Regions from separate parts of the Sorghum bicolor genome. Here region 1 is linked to region 2. The links are chromatin contacts, called in public HiCAR-type maps. All regions are on one chromosome and are shown on one strand. Each heading gives the region's core, a stretch centred on a gene start, on an enhancer-like site or on the middle of the called end of the contact. The rest is flanking DNA. Distances are from core to core; before and after follow the strand shown.

What was found. HiCAR-type assays count read pairs that join an accessible place to other places.
Region 1: a HiCAR-type map of leaf shows a contact between it and region 2, with 6 times the contacts expected there. The contact joins the promoter of LOC8072682 here to the promoter of LOC8072680 in region 2. A contact is called at or near these places in 1 of 4 Hi-C or Micro-C datasets (leaf) and 1 of 1 datasets of contacts at active chromatin or transcription factors (leaf).

Annotation. Positions count from the first base shown.
Region 1 is chr10:47,227,373-47,231,682 of Sorghum_bicolor_NCBIv3, forward strand. LOC8072682 (arogenate dehydrogenase 2, chloroplastic) reads left to right here and starts at 1,974. Exons shown (of 6, transcript XM_002437072.2): 1 at 1,974-2,658. The coding sequence starts at 2,074. It overlaps LOC8072681 (polyadenylate-binding protein-interacting protein 8), which reads left to right. Exons shown (of 10, transcript XM_002437071.2): 9 at 196-257; 10 at 360-740. The coding sequence ends at 417.
Region 2 is chr10:47,070,885-47,075,613 of Sorghum_bicolor_NCBIv3, forward strand. LOC8072680 reads left to right here and starts at 1,974. Exons shown (of 1, transcript XM_002437070.2): 1 at 1,974-2,869. The coding sequence starts at 2,185. The coding sequence ends at 2,568.

The DNA of each region.
Region 1 (4,310 bases), core at 724-3,223, 160 kb after region 2:
ATCTCAATGACTTTTTCTGACAAGAGTTTCTTTCTTTGACACCTGCATCTGCATTTCTCTCGGCTTCTAGCACCACTTCTATTTTTGTTTCCTTTTAATGATATGAAACCAATATCTTTGAATTGATGAAATGTTTAGTTGCCTGACGATTTGTTCCTTTTTAGAGCTTGACCATTTAAAATTCTGTTTATGCAGGCAGATAGTGCTATTCTTGCTCTGAACTGCAGTGGCATTGTTCTTGGAACGCTTCCTGTTAGGCAAGAACATATTTTCTGCATGTGTTCGAAAGTTCTGACTATGGTAAAGGTGTCTGTTGCCCATTTTTTGCTTACCCTACTCTGTACCGTTGATTTTTGCAGGGTGAGCCCATCAAAGACACCAGTCCGCCCTCGATCGCCCCGTGTGACGTCATACTGAGTTCGGCTCATCTGAAGCCGTCGTCCAGGGCAGCAAATTTCTGGGCAGCAAAGCCTTAGTCGTGTGGCCTTAGAGACTGTCGTTTCGCGGATCAGTAATTGTTGTTGAGCAGAGTTCTCGTTGGTTAAAATCTAGTCTAGTAGAAGGCCCCTCAGCTGATGTTTCTCGGATCAGAGACCCACCATCTGTATGGTCGCTGATGGGAGATCTATTTTGACCTCCTTTTTTTTTGGTCTTTGTTATCATGGTTGGATTCTATGACAGCCTTGACAGTCATTCGAACAATAATGTCTATGGCTTCTCTTATCCGCTTTCGTCTTTAAGCATGTTTTCCCAATGACTGTTGTGCACAAATGCTGTTACTGCTCCGAGGCGGAACTGTCTCAGGAGTCAGGATAGGCCTGAGGCACTCGCCCTGTAACAGCATTTCTAATATATGCATAATCTTTGATTTAGAGGGAAGTCGGTGTATATAGTCCATGATTAGTGGTGCAATTATTATAGATATAAACGTTATTTCCGTGTGGAAGTGGGAGGTGCTTTCCTTATTTGTTTCGTTAGATCTGGAAGACGGACGACCACTTCTCTTTTACCATCTCGTGGTTCGCATCTTTGATACTAACAAGTACTGTTAAAATTGAGCGCGTTGAGCAAGCTTGCGCGTTGAGCTATAATTAATTTAACAATACTCGAATTTTGCACTTAAGATCGTAATTGGCTAATTGGATATTTGCGATCAGATGGGAATAACCAAGCTTTATTTTCCAATGAGGCTTTGTTTGTAGGATGCCTTGTTTGTGTTGAAATATAAAATGGTTTGCTCACTTTTCATTTCATTTTAAATTTTTGTTTTTGGTTAAACTAATCTGTGCATGTAACTTGATATACTACTTGATACAGATGTTTTGAGTTCGAATTTTAGCTAGCATAATTAAATATAGTTGTTGGTCGTCTCTATTTTACAACTATGATCTTATGGAGCCTCCACGTAAGATGAAGTATGATCTTATGAAGTTAATGTTCATTTTTTGTACCCGCTTAAATTTTTTCATCATATTGACCGGTGATTAAAACCTTTCTTTAATTAATTTTGCAGACCATAATATTTCGTTTGAACGGATCAAATAGAGAGACCGGTTGCCGCACCATTTAATGCCCGTTCGTTTAAATTACCGAATGTACTAGTCATTATTCTTCTATCGTAACAAATCAGTTAGATATAATTTTTTAAAAAAATTTTAACACTGTAGCATTTTCATTTTTATTTGACAAACATTATCCAATCATGGAGTAACTAGGCTTAAAAGATTCGTATCATTATTTACCCGTACACTGTGCAATTAGTTACGTAAGATTCGATGTGACGGTGAATCTTATAAAGTTTTGGGTTTTTGACCTAAATATGCTTTTTGAACGAGCTGAGGCCGGTTGCAAACTCTAGCAGCGGAAAAAAGAAAACTCTGCACCTTCGGTAGCTCGGAGAAGCGTCACCTACTCCGCTTTCTGAGCAACAATCGTGATTAGACGATCCGTAGTGTACCTACCTATATACAGAAAGCAAAGGAACAGAAGCACGCGGACCGTGGCGCTGTCACCTTGCGTCACGCGGCACCAGCCACAGGCCACAGCGACCCCATCGACATCCATCGATCACCCATGGCCTCCTCGCTCCGCCATTTCGCCGGCCTCGGCTGTTTCCCCGCCGTGGCCTCTACCTCTGGCTCCACCTGCTGCCTGCGCCGCTACACCCCAAACTTCTGCGCCTTCGTGGCGCTCCGTCCGATCAGCCCGCCCGCCGCCACCGCCACGGCGACTGCCAAGGCCCTCACCTCTCCGTCTCCGGTGGAGCAGCACCTACAGGCCGTCGTCCCGTGCCACGGCATCAGCGACCCGCCGGCGGCGTCATCGGCAGCAGCGGTCCCGGCGGCGCCGCTGCGGGTGGGGATCGTCGGGTTCGGCAACTTCGGGCAGTTCATCGCGGGCGGGCTGCAGCGGCAGGGCCACGTCGTGCTGGCGGCTTCCAGATCCGACTACTCCGTCTACTGCGCCAGCCATGGCATTCGCTTCTTCAGGAGCGTCGACGCGCTGTGCGAGGAGCAGCCGGACGTGCTGCTCATCTGCAGCTCCATCCTGTCCACGGAGGGCGTCGTCCGAGCCATCCCCTTCCGCAAGCTCCGCCACGACACCATCGTCGCCGACGTGCTCTCCGTCAAGGAGTTCCCTCGCAACCTCCTCCTCGAGGTAACCAATCAAGGCCTTGTTTAGTTCACACTTAAAACCAAAAAATTTTCAAGATTCTCGGTCACATCGAATTTTGTGGCACATATATGAAACATTAAATATAGATAAAAACAAAAACTAATTACACAATTTAGCTGTAAATCACGAGACGAAACTTTTGATCCTAGTTAGTTCATGATTATATAATATTTGTCACAAACAAACGAAAGTGCTACAGTACCGAAAACTTTTCACTTTTCGGAAGTAAACAAGGCCCAAAACACTCTAATTACCGGTACGGCATTAACGAGGCTTTTCAATTTTTCAACACCCACCTACCGTTCCCGATCAATAATCAATAATGCACCTGCTCCTGCTGACGGTTGGCAGCTGAGCTGATGTTGGTGAACGACAGAGAATACTATGCGGCCGTTTGGATCGCAGCCTGTGAATAGTATTTTTTTTAAAGAATAATGGCTAATGAGATGTATCCACCAATAAACCTATTAGCTTTTATTAGCCCATATTTAACATTTCTAGGACATCGTCCTGGAATATAAGAGTCAATATTTTTAAGACGACTGGTGGTGTCTTGATTGATGTTAGGGGATCGTCCAGAACAATTAGTCGTCGTCCAGGACGATTAATCGACCCTGGACGAGTCTCCTGGTTGTCCTGGTCATCTCCTACGTATGAAGACCGATATATACCATATGTATTATGTAGTTATCACATTCTAGAGTCTAGATAGGTCAGGACAGGTAGAACATCAAGCTTGAACGAGGAGGTGATGAGTGACCTGAGGAGGATGAGCTCATCTTTGTAGTCCTCCTCCCTTGCACAGTTGGACCTGTGCCACCTGCTGGATGTGCAGGTCTATACACTTGCAGCAGCAGCCGCAAGGAAGAGAGGGAAGAAAGCTGAGAGGAACTGAGGAAGGGAGGGAGGAGCAGCTAGGAACCGAAAGGGAGGAGAGGAGAGAAGCAATGGAGGTGGCTGCTGCGGGACAGGAGAGGTGAGAGGAGTATGTTCCGCTGAAATGAGTGAGTGAGGGGTAAGAAACAACATAAATTTTAATAGGCTTGGGCCAAAATTTAAGGCAACTAGCTAGGTTCAACTCTGAGATGCAGTCCACCTATTGACTGGACGCCCAAACAACTTGGACGGACGATTAATCGCGATTGGACGACGACTAATCAGACGACTAGTTTCCTGGTTGGTCTGGCCGAGTCAGAGACCCTGGTCGAGTAGCTCCAACTATCCAAGACGATTAGTCGTGATTAATTGTACAATAGTTTATAGTCAAAATAATGCTGATGCGAATGAGTAAAGAGATGAGAGAAATGAGAGCTTGGCTCCTATGCAAACACAACAGGGCATGAAGCATACATGTTTATGGGCCCAAGTAGGCTATCAAAGCATATGTATTTGTGGGTCCAAGTAACAAGCGTTTTGAGAAGGAATAGGAGAGAGAGACTTTTTCACACTTATTGTATAACTTAGCTCTTATAACTTGTCTTATAGCCAAGTAAATTGGCTCTATTGTTGATCTTGTTCTAAGGCTTAAAGGTAGAGACTAACGCAGTGGCAGACCTAGAATTTTAATACAGGGTATGTCGCACACAAAAAATTTTTATGTAATTTGGTAAAACCATTTTATTCAGTAAAAATTC
Region 2 (4,729 bases), core at 724-3,223:
GCTTAAATAGAGGTTCTGCTGGATTAACGGTCTGTATAGCTGCTAGTGGTTTTAAGATAAATATTTGGTGCTATTTCGAAATGATTGTGTTTCTTAAACTCGGCATTTGTTCTGTACTATCTTTTTTCAAAAATCTATTTATAATATATAAGCAACAGGGGGTAACTCCTGCTGATCCCATAGAAAAAAATGATTGCGTTCCTTAGAGCATCTCCAAGAGACTAGCTAAAATTATATTCTAAATTACAAGATTTAGCCATTGTGTAAAATAAAAAACTCACTCAAAGCATAGAGTTCCACAACAGCCTTTGTATAGGATAGCTAGTGAGGACGACATGCTATATATGACAAGCGAAAGTTTAGGAATAGCAAACTTGCTATTTTAGCAAACCAGATAGCACATCTGTTGGAGTTTAACTTTTGCTTTAAAAATATAAAAATAGCCTAGACAACATGAATAGCATATCTGTTTTGGAGTTGCTCTTAGAAATACAAATACACCAGACCGATCTACGCCTCAAGATGTTGTCCAAGACGTCAAGTAATGCTGCAGTCTGCAGGCAAGGCAATGACATTTGGTTCCTAAGGGCCACGTATGAGGTTATGAATGAATGACGTGCTATTCTATTCGTTGAGCTGTAAGGCTGTGCACAGGTGTACGCTACACCCATAAAGCCTGCCAGTAGTACTAACCTCTCAACGTAGCTAATGGTTGAAATGTGCTCGTTTTTATGTACGTCACACATAAACCAGATTGTGACCTGAAGATGTCTATCAAGAAGCTATAGTTTTTTTCTTAACAACAACAATGTAAATAAAGATCAAATCTAGGTTAATAGCACAGCAACGTATGGTCATAGGAAAATGAAACCGGAGTAACTGAGGTTAAGTGTTTGGCCAACGAGCAAAAGGGGTGATTACAAAAGCCACATTAGCACCTAAGGTGCCAACGAGCAAAAGGGGTGATTACTAAAGCCACATTAGCTACTAAATGAACTTGCTATTTCTTGTTTATTTGGCAAAACTAGAAAATAGTTACTCCAACAATTTGGTAAATGGGTTGCCATCTTTTGGCAACTTGCCATCCAGCAGCACCGCGTGTCCATATTTGTTAACTTGCTATCCAACAGATTAGTTGATTTGGTTGTTAGTTATGGGTCTTTTTTTAAGTTTATCAAGCTCAATTGGCAAATTGTTGGAGACAGAAGAAAATCTCACTTACCATATGTTTTAGTAACTTGCCAAATCATAAGATTTGACAAGTGAGTTTTACCAAACTATTGGAGATGCTCTCACCTAAGGTTCTGAATTCGACTTCCTGTAAGAGCAAAATTTCAAGATATAAGGGTATTTGTGCTTTCAGTGATAGATGACGTTTCTATTGATAGTGTGGTGTATGGTCAGTGATAGATGACGTTTCCATCAACAGTGAGGTGCTTGTAGTGACTTTATCAATCTCATCTCAAGGATTTGTCGACTCGGTCATTAGAGGTGCTCATAAGGATAAGTCTGCATTTGTTGCGAGCGTCTGCATTGTATGGTGAAAATAAGAAAAAGTGTATGGCCAGTGCATTCTCAAGTCTGAGCCAACATTGTTTTTACTATTCAAAAAATTCTGACTGTCAATGGTATTTTTGGTTAAGATGAGCTGTGAGTAGTCTTATCAATGCAAAACAGTGATGAGTAATTGAGTATCCCATTTCTTCGTTGTTCCACATGTCCTAATGATGCGCACTTGCAAGCCCATGCATCGGAATGACTGAATCCATTCCGCTCCATTCTTTTTAACACAAATTGGTCTCCCCTAGCTTCTCCCCATGTTGTTCAACTCTCCTGCTATCATGTGTCGATCCAATCGAGCCTGAATCTTAGCCCTCCTGTGTCCCCTAGAGAAAACAACCAGAAACGAAAACGAGGCAGGCTATAAAGAGCGGAGCCGCGGGCAACATCCCCCGCCCCGCCTTCAAATGCAATGCAAGTCTCCCTCCTCACACCACAGTCCACAGGTTGCGGCACCAGACTAGCTACGACGACGCCAGAGCAAACCTGTGAAATCGCCGCGCGCGCGCACGCTCTCCCGCCAGGCCGCCGCCACCGCCACAACCTTTCCATGCGCGCGCGCGCACCTGCGCCTGCACACGCCGCTCGAGTCCTGCGTCGATCTCCTCGCCGCCGTCCCTAGCGATGGCTTCGTCCCCAATAGCGCGGCGGCTCTATTACCTTCTCCTGCTGGTACTCCTCCTGCTCCCCGCCACGCTCTCCTCTCCGTCCGCCCGCGCTTCCTCGGAGCGCCTGCGCCGCCGCGTGGAGGACAAGCCGGCGTTGCCACCCGCCGTGGTCGTCCCAGAGCGCGCGCGGCAGGAGTTCCACGTGGTGCCAACGACCGGCGGACCGGTCAGGGAGCGGAGGAGCAGGGCGCGCGGCGGGGGCACCGGCGCGTGGACGTTCTCGGCGATGCTGCCCCGGGGGTTCGTGCCGCCGTCGGGCTCGTCCGCGTGCCACAACGACATGCCGGACACCGCCGCCGACGCCCAGTTCTTCGCCTGCAGCGGCGCTGGGACGCCGTGACGACAGAGGCCGCCGTGGCGCTGGCTCGCATCTCTCTGCCAATGCTACCCCCTGCCCTGAGGGGCTCCTTGCAAGTGTAAATGCGGTGAGGCTTACTCTGTTCTTGTCTACACTTTTACCCCTGAAGCCTATAAGAAGGTTGACTTCACGATGAGTAATTGCGTATATCCTTGTTATTGGACATGTAAAGGAGAATCCTTTATTCAAATGCTTCTTAGTTCCTCAACATATATGTGCTCTCTTCATTGGCCGCAGTTCTTATCATGAGTTGAAGTTGAGTTCTGCCTTTTCTGTTACATAATCCACGGAGTGTCATTCACCTTTTGTTCAGAACTCTTTTTTGACAGAAAAAAATACAAGCTACTTACGTAGCTTAAGGGCTTTTAATTGTTTTTTGGATCTCGCCATTAAACTAGGCTTAGAGTGCATGTAAAGCTCGGACGGCGCCTTGGAGTTTCTTGGAGGTAGGAGCAGAGGTTGATGCTTTTGGAGCAGGGGATTACGGCTTGGAGTTCTTGGAGGCGTGCGGATCAAGAGCAGGAGCGTGGGAGCTATAACTATAACCAAATCGGGTGGCAGATCGATGCATGTGGGCGTCGCATGATCTAGGGAGATTTGGGGGCGGTGATTTGGTGAGTTCCCATGAACGCACGATCGCCGTCTAGCAGCGCCCGAGTGGCGAATGATGATTGTATTTTATCGTCGTTTCGTGGCGTCTACTCCATGCAGTGCAGTGCAGCAGCCGCGGCGAAACAAATTAAAGCACCTTTTATAATTTATATTAACACTAGATAGTGTGTCCGTGCGTTGCTACGGGATAGCTAACATTTTTATTTAAAATACATGGTTCGCATAATAAGATAATAATATTATAATCTCCTACTTAATTACCAACTTGAAAATGACATTTATCTAAAAAAACAAATTTTGTGAAATCAATAACAATCACAAAGAGCACGACGTTGTAGACTCACAAACTCTAGTTTATAGACCTTTCCGTGATACGGCTAAGATATGTTTAATATCGACAGGAAGATATCTCTGATATCTATTTTTTCGTGCGCCAGTAAATCCACAAATAAATTTCGCCACATCTCCGTACCATCCTATCACACATTCGAGTATATATATGCAAATATTAGTGTGTGTCGCACAGGTAGCACTACATTTTGTTAAAAAACTTTTACAAAAACTTAGACAAAGTGTTATACTCACTGTATAAATATGTGTAGCTTTTGGTCTATTTCATGTAGACATATATTGTAAGATGAGAAATCCACTAAGTACCTGATGTCCACAAACTGTGCTATGTTGTCAGACTTGCCTGATAGGTAACAGTGATAAGTGTCACTCTGCTAACTGAAACTAAGAATTTCATCTCCTACTGCAGCATGTGAGAATTTTAAAACCCGTAGCAACTCTAGAAGTGCTGCATTTTTTGACAAGTAGAAGTGCTACATTAGCTTGATTCCTTATTACTACTGAACAGGTCATTGTTTGACTATATTTGACTATTCATACTGAAAGCAAGAGCAAAAACAATTAAAGAACAGGAGGTGTTTCTCACGAGTCAATGGATGGCTGGCTTGCTTCCGGTCGGATGCAAGGATGCTTGCGGCGTCGGGCTATGCGCACACGCACCGGGGCTAGCTAGCGCATGCCCAGGTTTGGTGCGAGTCTTTTTTGTATTTTGCATTGCTCCGTTCAAAAGAAACATAATCTTCTAATTTGCATTACAGGTATAGCTTCTAATGTGTGTATGCAATAGTTGCTCAGATGAAACATATGCAATCAGCTGCCTTATGTGGTGAGCCTTGGTGCTGCATTACTTTAAAAAAACAAAAAATACAGTGATACGTACGTCAGATGCACACATGCTTATACACTCGTATAGAGGGATGGGAATACACTCGTATGGAGGGATGGGAAGCTAGATACGGTCACGACCGTTACAACTGATTGACAAAATATAAATTGTAAATACAGGGTCACGGCTGTTACAACTGCTTGACAAATGGCGTGGCGTGGTGGTGGCTTCTTACTGTCAGCTTCGCACTCGCGGTCGTAGGGGGCGCTCAGGACCGTTGTCGTGTCCTCCGCGGTCCTGCTCTGGTGGAACCTACAGATCGCGCGGGGGAGGGACAGCAGCGGCTACGTCAGT